2 separate regions of the Rattus norvegicus genome follow, and region 1 is linked to region 2. A link is a contact called in public Hi-C data. All regions are on one chromosome and are shown on one strand. Each heading gives the region's core, a stretch centred on a gene start, on an enhancer-like site or on the middle of the called end of the contact. The rest is flanking DNA. Distances are from core to core; before and after follow the strand shown.

Region 1 (6,942 bases), core at 3,639-6,138, 55 kb before region 2:
ATGTACCAGGGTGAGGTAATGCCCAGGGGGTCCTCTCCCTTCTCAGAGGAGAAGGAAAGAAGTGAATAGGGGGAGAAGCTGTGTGCATGTGTGTGTGTGGGGGGGGGTGGGGGACTGGGAGGAAGAAGGTGGATATTAGGGTGTAAAGTGAATACCTAAATAAATTAATGAAATAAAAAATGACTATGTGGCAATCTGAAAACTGGTCATTATTATGGACTGTTCTTGATACCACAATGTTAAGATGAAGAGAGTGAAAATTGAACATTATACTTTTAAGGACTAGATTTTATGGTATGTAGACCTTTTCAGAACATACAAAAATGTCAGTAGCAGTTGGTTCTAGGAACTGGATTTTTACATTGTGTTAATAGACTTTTTTATAGTTTTCTCATTCAGTACATATCATTGAAGTGTAGAGGTTGGGGGAGATGACTCAGAGGTTAAGAGCATGCACTGCTCCTTCAGAAGGTAACACTTTGGATCCCAACACTCAAGTCTGTCAGCTTATAACCTCCTGTAACCTCAGCTCCAGGGGATCTAATCACTTCTTCTGAACGACATGGTCACTTACACTCATGCATATAACCACACGTAGGTACACATATATGCACACATGCAATAATAAAAATAAATCTTAAAAGATTAGACTGAAGTACAATTAAAAGATGTGAAAATTGTAAAACATATAAAATTGAAAATGACTTAAATGTACATTTAATGTAAAAAAAATGGTCAAGAAAGGAAAAGGCCACATTGCTTTCAAAGCAATCGGGGAAGTTAGTGGTTTGGGTGGGGATGGAGGGTGGGGCATACTGTATGAGTCAACACTTAGGAGGGGAAAGAAAAGCTATTAATCAAGCCACTAGTGGTTTGGTGTAGGACATGTGGGGAAAGGGCTTGGTAAGGTGGGGTGGTCTAGATGGAGAAAGGAGGTTCATCTGAGATACAGTGGGGATTTCAGTCAGTATGTGTGTGTCTGTGTTACATTGTCACACCTTGACTCATTTGTGCAGAAACTGTATTATTCTACTGAGTGCATCTAAGTTTTAGCCTTAGACACATAGTTGACATAGAACAGTCCAGAATCTAAAATTTAGCGACTGAGTGTCTTGACTAAATATAAAATCTAGCCTTGACCAAAATTTCCACAAACTACTCACTCACAAGTGCTACTTACTGTGTCTCAAGTTCTCAGCTTGTCTATGAAAGACAGTTATACTTCCTGTTTTCCACCTTCCTCATAATTCTCACGGACTTCAAAGGACAGAAAGCTCCTTATGCCACAGAGATGTATATATAAGTAATTCTGCCATCACAACTGTTCCTAATCATGTATAACTTAAAACTGGTGAACTTTAGCATGTCCCACAGTGTTCCCATCATTAGTGGTCTCCAGTCTAATCATGTAGTAGAGGGTAAGTTGAGCCAGCCACAATTAAGAGCAGATGCTGCACAGCTTCAGTGTCTGAAGGTTATAATCTTGTGGAAACTTACTTTTGCATCTTATCTCTGAGCTGCGTGAATTCACTTCAGTCTGACTAACTTAAGCACTGACCTGGAATATGGGCCTCCTTCAGACTTGCTCATTCTGGAATGTCTGCTCTGCCGCCTGCCTAAGCAAACATTGTTCATTCCACTGCCTCACAGACTTCTTCTTATCCGTAGGTCCTTGGCCATCTCCTATCTGGAATTTGAGTAGCATACAGTCTCTAAGACGAGCTATGGGAAACTGCTTTATTCTTGGGGGATGGAAGGTATTTTAGAATTTTGTTCACAGTATTTATAAAAAATAGAAAGCTTTTTGTAGAAATGTTGTGACAAAACTCTCAAAGAAAGACACCATCAGGACGTTTTGGGGTCTGTGAACATTATGCGTATTTGCCATTGCTCCAGTAATGACAGTGGCTCTCTTTTCCTGGACTTTCTGTTGTTTGTTTTAGCAGCACCTTATGTTCCCCGGCTGGCCTTGAACTCACTATATTGTAGAAGATGACCCTGAATTTCGAATCCTTCTGCTGCCATCTCCAGCATTCTAGGGTTACAAGTGTGGACCACCATCTTGGCTCATGTGGTATTCTAGGTCAAACTCAGCATCTCATGTATGCTAGGGAGGCCTGCCGCCAACTGAGACTTGTCCTCAGCTCTCCTGGACTCTATACACATTCTTTTACTGATTCTTACATAAAGCCTACGAAGGAAAGCTACTTATGAGATTTGCGTCTTGGTCAAACTGTAAAGCTAGGGTTAGCTTGAAGAGCCATGATTCTGACTTTTTGTTCTTTGCATTTTATATTAGTTTTGACGAATTTCCATAAGGAGGGGTGTATTTCTTGGGAGCTATTGACTCACAGAGACCCGTCGGCTTCTACCTCCTAAGTGCTGGGATCAAAGGTGTGCACCGTCACCACCAGGCTCACTCTTGACTTATTAAAGAGTCAGTAGTGGTCAGACCATTACCACCTATGCAACTCAGCTTGACTATTTGGTATGCAAACAGGGCAGTTGCACTGGCGCCTGCATTCCTCCAGAAGCACATCGTGCCAGTGCTTGCTGTCTTTATGGTAAATATTGTCTTCTAGTCTGTCATATAGAAAAAGGATTCAATGACACAACTGAGCCTTCTGTCATGAGTCTTGGAGAGGTTTTCAGCTGCTGGTTCCCCTGTTCTTTGGGCCCTGCGGAGTCTCCATTTCCCTGCTTTGGCTCAGTCATCACTGCCATCTTTCCTACCTTGGCCTAAGTTCAGGGTGTACTCCCTCCAGTGTCTAGAGATGAAGTACGATAGTAGCTATTGGGAAACGGTAGCAAGGCCACAGCGCGTTTGAAGACGGAGCCGATGGGTGTAAATTATTTTTGAAGGTCACTCATTTGCTATGGGCTTAAGGAAGGAGGTCCATGGGTATGAGAAATGCCTGTCTTGGATTCTTCCCAGCAGCTAAGAGAAGAATTATTAAGTTAGTGGAGTAGAGGGGTTCCCAAGTTCTGGGAAGGTTTGTAGTTAAACTGAAGATCCCTGTCTAGGAGATAGGTCGTTGAGTAATAAGTAAAACAATGACGAACTGAGAGACTCCGGACAAGAGAAGCCTGATGTTGAATGACCCAGGATTTCTTATCAAAAGTCAGATAGAAACGAGCTCCCTCCGGTACAGAATGTACTTGTTTCAGTAGGAGACAGAGACTCTTCAAGTATGGATGAGCCTTCGTGCATTCTTGTGCATTTCCCCAAACTTCCCGGGTTAATTATTACGGTGGTTTTGTTTGTTTTGTTTTTGAGTCAGGGTCTCAAGCAGCCCAGACTTTCTAGGTAGCTGAGGAAGACCTTGAACATCTTCTCATCCTCCTGCCTCCATTTCCTGGGTGACAAGAGTATAGGTGTGCACCAACACCATGTCTTGTTTACGTGGTGCTAGAGACTGACCCAAAGCTTTGTGTATGGTAGACAAGTACTCTTCACCAACTGAGCTCATCCCCAAATCAAGAGGAAGGTCAAGGCTTGGCGGCAACATACTCAGCAGAAACAGGAGTGTATACAGCTAGACAAACATAACTTTAAAAGTCGGGTAAGACAACGTGTGACTTGGCCTTCTGCAAAAAGTGAGATCCTGAGAAACATTTTTCTTTGACTTGAGGATCTTTCATTTGAAGGCATTAATGAGTGTGTTTCATCTCAGAATGAGGAAGCTTGGGCAAGAGAGTTTGAGGTTAGGTAGACATGCAGATGTCTCAAATGTGGTGAGGGGATTGGGCAATTTGGCCCTACTTACCCGCTTGTGAAAAGGACACCTTTGAATTTTCGTTTCACTTTTTTTTTTTTTTTGAGATGGGGGTCTTGTCATGTTGCTCAGACTGGCTTGGAACTCCTTCCTCAAATGATCCTTCCAACCCTGCCTCTGGAGTCCTGCTTAACTACAGATAGATAGATGTTCATCACAATCCACAAACGGACTGACACCCTTCCCCCCTCCTCCAGGCTGGCCTCAAACTTTCTCCGTAGCTGAGTGTGACCTTAAACCCCTGATCCATCTCCCTAGTGCTGGTGGTATACTGGCCCACTCTGTCAAGTCTGATTTAGTGCTGGGAATCAAACCTAAGGGCTTCTTACACGCTAGGCAAACACTTTAGCAACAGAACCAAACCTAAACTGATTTGCAAGAATGAGATACCGGTCACTAAAACAGAACGTGGCAGACTTACTATTCACCAAAAGTGAAAGATTACCAGGTAGTTTTCATTACATCCCTATTTATTTAGAAAACATATTTGCAAGTGGTCGTGTACAGAGATCTAGAAAGTGCCACACCAAAACTTAACCGTGACGGCAGATAGTGTAAATCAGTGGGCACTCACCTTTCTTGGTGTGTTTTTGTTGTTTGGGTCTTTTTACGTTCTCGTAAATTACTGGGAGGTGACGGAACAGTGTTTTGACTGCGTTCGGTGACGGTAAAAGGGGAGCACCCTGCGGGGAGACCGGGGGAAGCCTGGGTCTCCCCGCATCCGCACAGCCTGAGGTGAGGATGTCCCGCCCTACTGAGGTGATCCTGCGGAGGGGCGGAGCTCCGCCACTCTGAGGCGGGAGGCGGCCCCTGGGGGCGTGGCCAGTCCAGTACAGTCGCACGCTCCGCTCCCACTATGCCCTTATAAGGAGCGCCCCGCGAGAGGGTTCGGGAATCCGGTCGCAATCCCTGCGGCGCAGCCCCAATCCCAGGCCCCTCCCTTGGGAATGGGGGCGGGGCGGCGCGGCCTTGGGGGCGGAGCTTCTCGAAGGAAGACTAATAGAAGCCGCAGTCGGGCTCTGAGCGGCGTTGCTATTGGGCGCGGCGACGTGAGAGGGCGGGGCGCCTGTGGGACTGGTTACGCTGAGGGAAGCCCGGACTCTAGTCGCCGCTCCGAGTCAGTCTCTCGCCGCCGGCTCCCGGCCCTACGGTTCCCGGTTTTCTGTTGCCTGCGGTTCGCCGCCCCGCCAGCCGCCGCGATGCCGGTGTTTCACACGCGCACGATCGAGAGCATCCTGGAGCCGGTGGCGCAGCAGATCTCTCACCTGGTGATTATGCACGAGGAGGGCGAGGTGGACGGCAAAGCCATTCCTGACCTCACCGCGCCCGTGGCCGCTGTGCAGGCGGCCGTCAGCAACCTCGTCCGGGTGAGCGCGCCGGGCCTGGGACTGGAGCGCGGGCGGGAGACGTCCCCAGGGTCCCGGTCCTCCTCGCTGCTTGCATTCGCAGGCGCTTGGAGTGCTGGGTGGGCTTCAGGGCAGGTGCCGTGGTTTCGAATGCCGGTTTCTCTGGGCTGTGACCTTGAGCAAGCCACTGAGTCTGTCGGGGGCCTCAGTTTCTTCATCTATAAAATGGGGGCACCCGTGAGAAATCCTGCTTTGGGGCTGTGCTGTAAAGAGTCAGCGAGGTTTTAGTTGTAAAGTGCCTAGCGTGTGTGCGCCCGTAGTAGGCGCCGAAGAAGTGATAGTTGTTAGGTTGTCTCACGGTCCCTCCCCTGGGCAGGCTCGCGTCCCTCCCGTTGACTACCTTGCTCTTAGCTCCTTTTTAGGCCTCTCCTGTCCAGCCTGTGGGTGGGTTCTCTTACGGGCTCTCTGCCTTTACTTCTAAGGATTCTTATTTGCACCCGGCTGCTCGCCTTTCTAACACTTGTGTCCCCCGAGACCCACCTGCCCAGCCCTCCCCAGGGATCCTGGTGTCTGTTGCTTTCCTTCTCTTTGGCTTCCTTCTCTTTCTGTCGCTGCCTCCTTTCCTTCGGGGCATTTTGCTCACACCTCCGGGACTCTTAACACCTTTATGCAGTAATTCATAACCAGGAGCCCTGCTTTACTTCTGCCTGACCCCATAGTCATTCATTTTATTCCTTCTGTGAAGCCTTTCACCCAGCTTTACCTACTGTCAAATGGCTTTCTTCCCGCTGGGGCCTTTCCAGATTCGGGGGGCCTCTCCTCTGCCCCTCCTTCTGGCAGGAAGCAAGATGGAGCTGCCGAGAGGCCTGTGGACTCTAGGATCTGCAGCCCCTGCCTGAGGGGAAGGCTGGGGCTTCCTTTCCTAGACTACACTTAACTGCCTGCCGCAGGCTCTCCACTGATCTCCACTTCTGAAAAGGGAGGGGGGAGAGAGAGAGAGAGAGAGAGAGAGAGAGAGAGAGAGAGAGAGAGAGACTGACTAGTCCCATAACTGTACCCTGGCTAATGTCACACTTGCCCGAGACTGGGTATGACTCAGACTGCTGCTGTTGCCTGTGAAGAACTACTCAGGAAAAAGTTCATACTGCTTCCTAACCAAGTAAATGGTGTGTCAGGGTAGTTGATAGGTAACTGTCAGTCGGGTGGGGCTTGTGCTATTTATCTGATTATAGGACTTTAGAGCACGCAAGGTCTTCCTGGGCCTTTAGGGTCCCGGGACTGTCTCAAGCATTTTAGGAGACTGGTATCGAGAAAGCTGGGGTGGGGGAGGGGAAAGGGGGCGGGACTAGGGACAGAAATTTCTGTTCTTCTATACTGATTAAGTAAGAAACTGTTGAGTGGGAGCGGTGTACTCATTCAGACTGTCTATCTCGTTCTCCTTCTCTGTGTAGCTAATTTTAATCTCAGATCCCAGAGTGCATTCTTATGTAGTGTTGTCTGACATGGCCGCATTCCAGGCCTCTGGTTTTTCAACAAATGGGAAACAATGTAAAGAGACAAGGTAATGGTGTCTTTCCGTGTAGTACTTGAGGAAATGAAATCTTAAAACCACATGTTGCACTTGGAACACAGCTGGTGTAGTCAAGGGGTTGGTTGATATCTGGTTAGGCTATTTAGAGGAAAGTTATTTATGAGCTTCCGTGCCATGAATTAATAAGCACTGAATATGTGCTGTAGAAAGAGCAGGCTGATAAATCAGTGGCCTCAGGGGGTGCGTGGGAATCACTAGTGGGGCTTTGTAGATAGGACTCTTTCCAGTT
Region 2 (6,686 bases), core at 2,383-4,882:
CAGATTTAAACAGTATGGACAAGTCACCTGAAGACCCTGTTCTCCGGGTTTACTAGCTGTAAGCCGGCTGTGGACTGGATTTGCCTGATGTGGCCTAAAATTGGCAGCTGTCACAGTCCCATATAACTTAGTACCCCTACCCCACCACCCAGTAGCCTAGCTGACCTTTTTGTTGCTGTGACCGAGAATAAAGTTAGGATGAGAGCGCACTCTCTATTTTTTTAGATGAGAGAAAAAGAAGTCCGAAAGCAGAGAGTCTATCATTTGAGTAGGTATTTCGGGGTTTTCAGCCCTGTGAATGTTGCCTGTTCTTTTTGTGTTACAGTGGTGGTCTTTGGCTTGGAAGTAGGGATGTGCTTTGTGCCCCCTTGTGGAAGCTTGGTGGTACAACCCCTGCAGGACTGGAAATTGAAGAATGTTTAGGGATGAGGCGTACCTAGAATTTAAAGAGGTTAACATTATGCTTTGATGGGTTGACTCTCTGGGAGTCAGTCCTCTGGTGCAAAAAAGGAGAAAGATTGTTTTTTAAGATGTTAGTAGAGATGGCCAATCGAGGGCCAGATGTAGCACACATCTTCCATCCCAGAAGTTGTGAGGCAGAAGCAGAGGCAGAGGCAGGCAGATCACTGCGAAGCAGCCTCGTCTCTGTGATGAGTTCCAGGGAACTAGGGCTATGCAGTTATACCCCTGTGGGTGGGGAGAACGGGGTGGAAATGCAGAGACGGACAGACAGACGGGGGTGGGGGGAATCTCCCAATTATAAGATTGGCTCATGGAACTTTGTTTCATTGTCATTTGTTTTTTATGTGTTATAAGTTAAGCTGGGAGTCATGGCGCATACCTTTAATCAGACAGTTTTTGTGTTGACAAGGGCAGCCTGGTTGACGTAGCAAGTTTGTCTATCCAGAGCTACATAAAGGGAACCTGTCTTAAAATTTTCTTTCTCTTAATTGGTCATTTTCTGGTGACATCCCAGCAGATTCTGTTGGTTTTATTCCTATCATCATGAGTCCTGGTTATAATCGATAAACTGAGATCCATTTATCTGGGTGGCGAGGGATCAAAAGATGACAAGTGAGGGCAGCAGGGAAGGTCAGCAGTGCGCTTTCTTCCTGTAAAACTTTCAGAGGTTTATTTTGAGAACCAAAACAAAATGGTTCATTAATTCTGTCTTACTTATTTTTCCCAATGAGTAGCTCCAAGTTTTTTGACTTATGAAATATAATGAATTGCCATCCAGTGTTTGCGTGTGTGCATTTCATAAAGAGAAACGAGAACTGTGCTTGGTGGCTCCACGTACTAATAAGGCTCACCTAGAGCAGGGGGGGCTCCCGCAAGGCCTGGATGCTGACATGACACAAGGGCTCCCACCGGGTCTGGACCAGTGGGAGCGCTGACAACGAAGCATGAGGCTGCAGGGCTTTTTCCTGCTGACGACATTAGACATTTTTTGGCTTGTGCAGTTTTTTAAGCTTTTGCAATTTTAGCAATGGAGACACCAGGAGGCAGAATAGAATTAATTGAAGATTTGCATGCAACATGTTGCATTTTGACAGACACTAGACTTGTGGTGTGGTGAGATTATTTAAGGCTGTTGCAGGACTACCTGAGCTGTCGTGTGTTAGTGCTGTAACTTCTTCTCTGTAAAACCTGAGAGACCATGATACAGAACAGACAAAAACTGTGCATTTCTTTTCCGAAGGACACTGAAGCCATGAAGAGAGCGCTGGCCTCCATAGACTCGAAACTGAACCAGGCCAAAGGTTGGCTCCGTGACCCCAACGCTTCCCCAGGTAACTCTGCAGTCCTTTTCGGAACAATAAGCAGTTAAAATCCATAGTCTCCCCATCCTGAGTAATTGAGCATCCTGCCTTAGTTCTGAGAAATTAAAACATGCCTGGCCTTGAAGGACAAAGGCCCAGAACTTGTCTCATCTCTCAGTGTGAGTAAATAGACTGAGCTGAGCTGCTCTTTGAAAAGTTACTGCTTCACCGTTTAACAACTCCCTGAAGCAGGCAGGTTGCTATTCTGAGTAAATACCTCTCTTGGTTCCCGTTGGGCGTGCTACTACCATTTACGTCAGCAAAGTATTTAGTTAAGTAGATCGTACAGTGGTGTTCAGAATGTCGGATGTAAAGCTGCATATGTAAAGATGAGACCCAGCCAGGTCTTTGGCTATATGGCTTAGATGGAGCACACGTGAAAGGCCTAGTGGAAGTTGGAGGGCCTAAGTCCTGTTGAATTAGGACACCATTTCTCCTCGCCCTGGTACTCATGGCAAAGCCACTGCATATCTCCCTTCACAGGGTGGAGCCTCACCTTGTGGCTGTGAGGCAGGGTATGGCTGTAGCTGTCAGGTTACGTATTCCTTCATGAATGGAATGACTTGTGAGGGGATCTCTCTGGATAACTGATGTCCCACAGTGTAGGTACTGACTATCTCATGGTTTTAGGGGACGCCGGTGAGCAGGCCATCAGGCAGATCTTGGACGAAGCTGGAAAAGTTGGTGAACTTTGTGCAGGCAAGGAACGCAGGGAGATCCTAGGAACCTGCAAGATGCTAGGGCAGATGACTGACCAAGTGGCTGACCTCCGAGCCAGGTAAGGCTCTGCTTTCCTCAAACCAGCACCGGGCACTTACTCCCCACGAGGTGATTCAGAGCGCAGGTCGTCGCCAATTTTACTGAATTCTCTTTTGCTAATAATAGAGCTTTAAGACATTCCAAGTCTAATAAAGTTAGAGTCTATTCTAGAATTGATTTTTGTTTTTGTTGTTGTTGTTGTTGTTGTTGTTGTTTTAAGAAAGGGGCAGACTTGGGTTGGGGATTTAGCTCAGTGATAGAGCGCTTGCCTAGGAAGCGCAAGGCCCTGGGTTCAGTCTCCAGCTCCGGGGGGGGGGGGGGGGGGGAAGAAAGGGGCAGACTTGAACTCTGACCAAGTTAGTTATCTTTTTTTTGGAGCTGGGGACCGAACCCAGGACCTTGCGGTTGCTAGGCAAGTGCTCTACCACTGAGCCAAATCCCCAACCCCGTTAGTTATCTTTTATAAAGAATGGATGCATAGATGAAAAACTTTGGTAGGGCTTGAGATGTAGTCCAGTTGAGAAAATGCTTGCTAGTGTGTATGCAGCTTTGGACTTAGTTCCTGGAACCCATTAACCAGCAGGAGCGGGTGCCTCCGATCCCTAGAACACAGGAGGTGAGGCAGGAGGACAGATTTCAGTGTCATCCTCAGCTAGCTGTTGAGTTGAAGGCCCGAGCTACATAAGTAGCAAGATTTTTATATATAACTCCTGGTGGTGAGTTCCTGCTGCCTGCCCCTAAATGTTTTCTGTTCCAAATGAACATCACACACTCAGCCTTTTTTCCCCCCCAGAGCTGAGAACTGAACCCAGGGCCTTGTGCTTGCTAGGCAAGCGCTCTACCACTGAGCTAAATCCCCAACCCCTACACTCAGCCTTTTTATCTGTTGATATGCCTTAAACAGTGCAACAGCCGGGCCACTTTCTAACACCACATGGTTAAACCGCCTCCCTCCGCCCGAGTTATCACTTACTAAGTTCTATAGTCTACCAGAGGGCTGCCTATCTGGGCCGCACTCCCCTGGCTCCTTCACGTGGCGGTCATGCCTCCCTCTCCTCCACTCTTGTCAGGCCCGGCATCTCTCCTCCCCTTCTTATTCTCCCAGCATGGTGGATCACCCTGCTTCTTCCTCCTTCCTCTCTTTTCCAAGACCGGAAGTCCTAAAAGCCCCACCTTTGTCTGCCCTGTCCAGCCATTGGCTGCCAGCATCTTTATTTCCCAATCAGAACCAACTCGGGGGGTGGGGGTTGGGGTGGAGGTTGGGGGGGGGTGAGGGTCGGGGGGGAGGGCAGGGTCCCTCAGTATCTGTGTTACACTTCTGTAACCAGTTTGGACACCAAAATTAACATCATAATACAAGCAGCTTTAGGCCAAACCCACTACAACATGAGATACTGTCTTTTTTATTTTGTGGTAACATCTATTTTTTAAATTGTTATTATTTTATTATTATTCTTGTGTGTACACCTGAGCCATCTCACAGGCCTTATGATCTGTTTTAACCTTCCTTTTCCCCTTCTCAAATCTTTGTTTTCAGAACACCTATCCCTAAATAAGTACACTTAGTTTGCTATTGAAAAAAAAAAACTCAGTATAAAGTAGATTAAAAAATACTCATCTATGGAGTTAGTGCATGTATTTGTAGACTTGGAGAGGACTGAATTGTGCGGAAGTCCCTAGAGCAGATGAGATTTACTTTTGCTTTGAGACTGTTCTGAAACTCCTTGATCACTGGGGTACATAGCACACTGTATACTACAGGGCCCAGAAACAAACCTGAGCTACGGGATCCAAAGTTATGTACCCAGCCTAACTGTAGCCTATATACGTACTCCTTTTGGTTCACATGAAACTTCTATTCTCACGAAACCGTTCATCTCTGCCTAAAGCAAGGCGGGCGCCTAGATAATATCAGGGACTCCTCTGTGGGGTTGTGGTAGTGTCGTATCCATAGAAGCCCCGTGGCTGTGGCTTTCGGGGTGCCTGTCCTTGGCAGAGAGAACAGCTTTGTGCAGTGTCCTGGGTCTCACGGAGTCTGTTCCCTACGAGAAGCAGCCTTCCTTGTCTGAGGCACCGTAAGAACTTTTCGGAAGGGACAAAAAAAGTTTTGTTCCCATTTGGAAAAATGCCAGTGCAGTTTGAGAAGATTCTTGGCTCTTCTGATTTTCTCATTGTTGGCTCTTTGGTTCTGCATCCCTTTCACAGTGTGGCAGGCAATTTTCATTTGGAATTCTCAAAAACACAGCTGTGAATCTAAGCAAAAGAAGGAGGTAGTTGTCTGGGAGAGACCATTAATCTGTTAAGAAAACGCTAGAACGGGGATGAGTGACTGGTCCTGTCCCACATTGGAGCCTGCACTGTCCTTTCATGATAAAAGATGAGAAAGCTGTCTTCCATTGTTTGTGTTTTTTTAAAATGTACGAGGCCAGTTATTTTACCATTTTGATGGCTGAAGCACAGTAACACTTCTTCATTGGTATTCAAGCTGCTGGGTTTTATGAATACATTTTTAACCCTGTAAGACTCCGTACATTTTTTTGTTGTTGTTGTTTTTTTTTTCTTTTCTTTTTTTCAGAGCTGGGGACTGAACCCAGGGCCTTGCGCTTGCTAGGCAAGTGCTCTACCACTGAGTTAAATGCCCAACCCCTTTTTTTGTTGTTCTTTTTTGTTTTGTTTAGATTGGTTTTTTGAGAACAGGGTTTCTCTGTGTAGCCCTGGATGTCCTGGAACATGCTTTGTAGACCAGACTGGCCTCAAACTCACTGAGTTCTGCCTGCCTCTGCCTCCTGAGTGGCAGGATCAAAGTCGTGCACCACCACTGCCTTGCTGGCCTCAATAAACTTTTTAGTTTGAATTTGGCTCATATATATTTTTATGTTTTCACAGTTAGATTCATATAGGAGAAATATTCGTCATGATTAATTCAAAGAAACTGGCAGTGAGTGTTTCCCGTCTTCCTTCCTTTTCTAGTTAGCGAGCAGGGAGGCTTCCGTGTGAGGCCCGGCAGTGTGCTTTTGGGACTCATTGCCTACGGCGTGGTATAGACGGGTTCTAAAAAGATGGCAGAAGGGGCGGGTACACATTGCTTAGTCAGTAAGGCACGTGCCAAGTAAGCGTGACGGTCTTTAGAGTCTGTTACCAAAGTCAGACCTCATGACCCTCTGGGGTCCATAATTCCAGTCCAATGAGGTAGAGACAGTTCTATTCCCGGGCTTCACTGTTCAGCCAGCCTTAGTCGAATCAGCAAGTTGACTCCCAAGAGACCCAGTCTCATTAGACAGGGAGGATGACAGCTGAGAACAGCACCCATACCCTGGCATAGACACACAGACACAAGCATGCACATGTACACATACGTGCAGAAAAAAATACACATGGGGCTCAGTGCCCACGCACGCTTCAGCTGTCGGTAGCTCTAGTTCCAGAAGATTCGATGCCCTCGCAGGCACTGCACACACACAGTGCACACACATAGTGCACACACAGTGCACAGACACACACAGCGAATGGCAAATGCCATCTCAAAATTTTTTTTTAAAGATGGGTAATAATTAGATTCATTTTACTGTTAAGGGAAACAAGGATGTATTGGAGTTTATCCTAAACTTAGAAGCTCAGATTCAATTATGCCATTCTGTAAAAAGGAAGAAATTGTCACACCCTTGATTGAATTACTAGTCCAGCTGAAAGTAATCCGAGTTTGTAAAAAGATGGCAAGTCTCACTTTCTGGCCTGGGCATCCAGTCTCTGCTAAGCCCTGTCTTTTATTGCGTGGCTGAATACTGTTTCTGAGAGGGTAATGTATGAGTCTTTAAAGGCTTTATGGGAAACAGTGCTCTTCATCCCTCAGTGTTCACCTGCTTGTCCCCTGCAGGTTGCATCGTAGTGGAGGGTACATGTCAAGGTTATCATTAGGTTCATCATAGCAGTGATGACAGCTTAGTTGTAGGTACTTTATAAACTTGTATTCTCAATGTATTTTCCAGTATATGTTCTCTTTTCTTTCTTTCCCATATTTTCCTTTCCTTTATGCTCCACACCCCCAGTCACCTTTGAGCTGCGATTGAGCTCTGGATCTCACAAATCAGGCAAGCTGTCTACACC

The links. Hi-C and Micro-C count contacts between places; a contact is called where the count stands out from the background.
Region 1: a contact with region 2 is called in a Hi-C map of Schwann cells, with 4 times the contacts expected there. The contact joins the promoter of Vcl here to the enhancer-like site in region 2. A contact is called at or near these places in 9 of 12 Hi-C or Micro-C datasets (the A7r5 cell line, Schwann cells, frontal cortex and 5 more) and 1 of 1 datasets of contacts at active chromatin or transcription factors (oligodendrocytes).

The regions. Positions count from the first base shown.
Region 1 is chr15:3,402,746-3,409,687 of GRCr8, reverse strand. It overlaps Vcl (vinculin), which reads left to right and starts at 4,888. Exons shown (of 21, transcript NM_001107248.1): 1 at 4,888-5,143. The coding sequence starts at 4,976.
Region 2 is chr15:3,346,472-3,353,157 of GRCr8, reverse strand. Vcl (vinculin) reads left to right here. Exons shown (of 21, transcript NM_001107248.1): 7 at 1,703-1,793; 8 at 2,454-2,601. Among named protein-coding and RNA genes, the nearest start is that of Ap3m1, 54 kb to the right of the region's middle. Within about 2 kb of position 3,632, at least 18 of the 93 cell types and tissues checked have an H3K27ac peak or open chromatin away from gene starts, as enhancers often do. A contact at or near this core is called in Schwann cells, where this site is marked.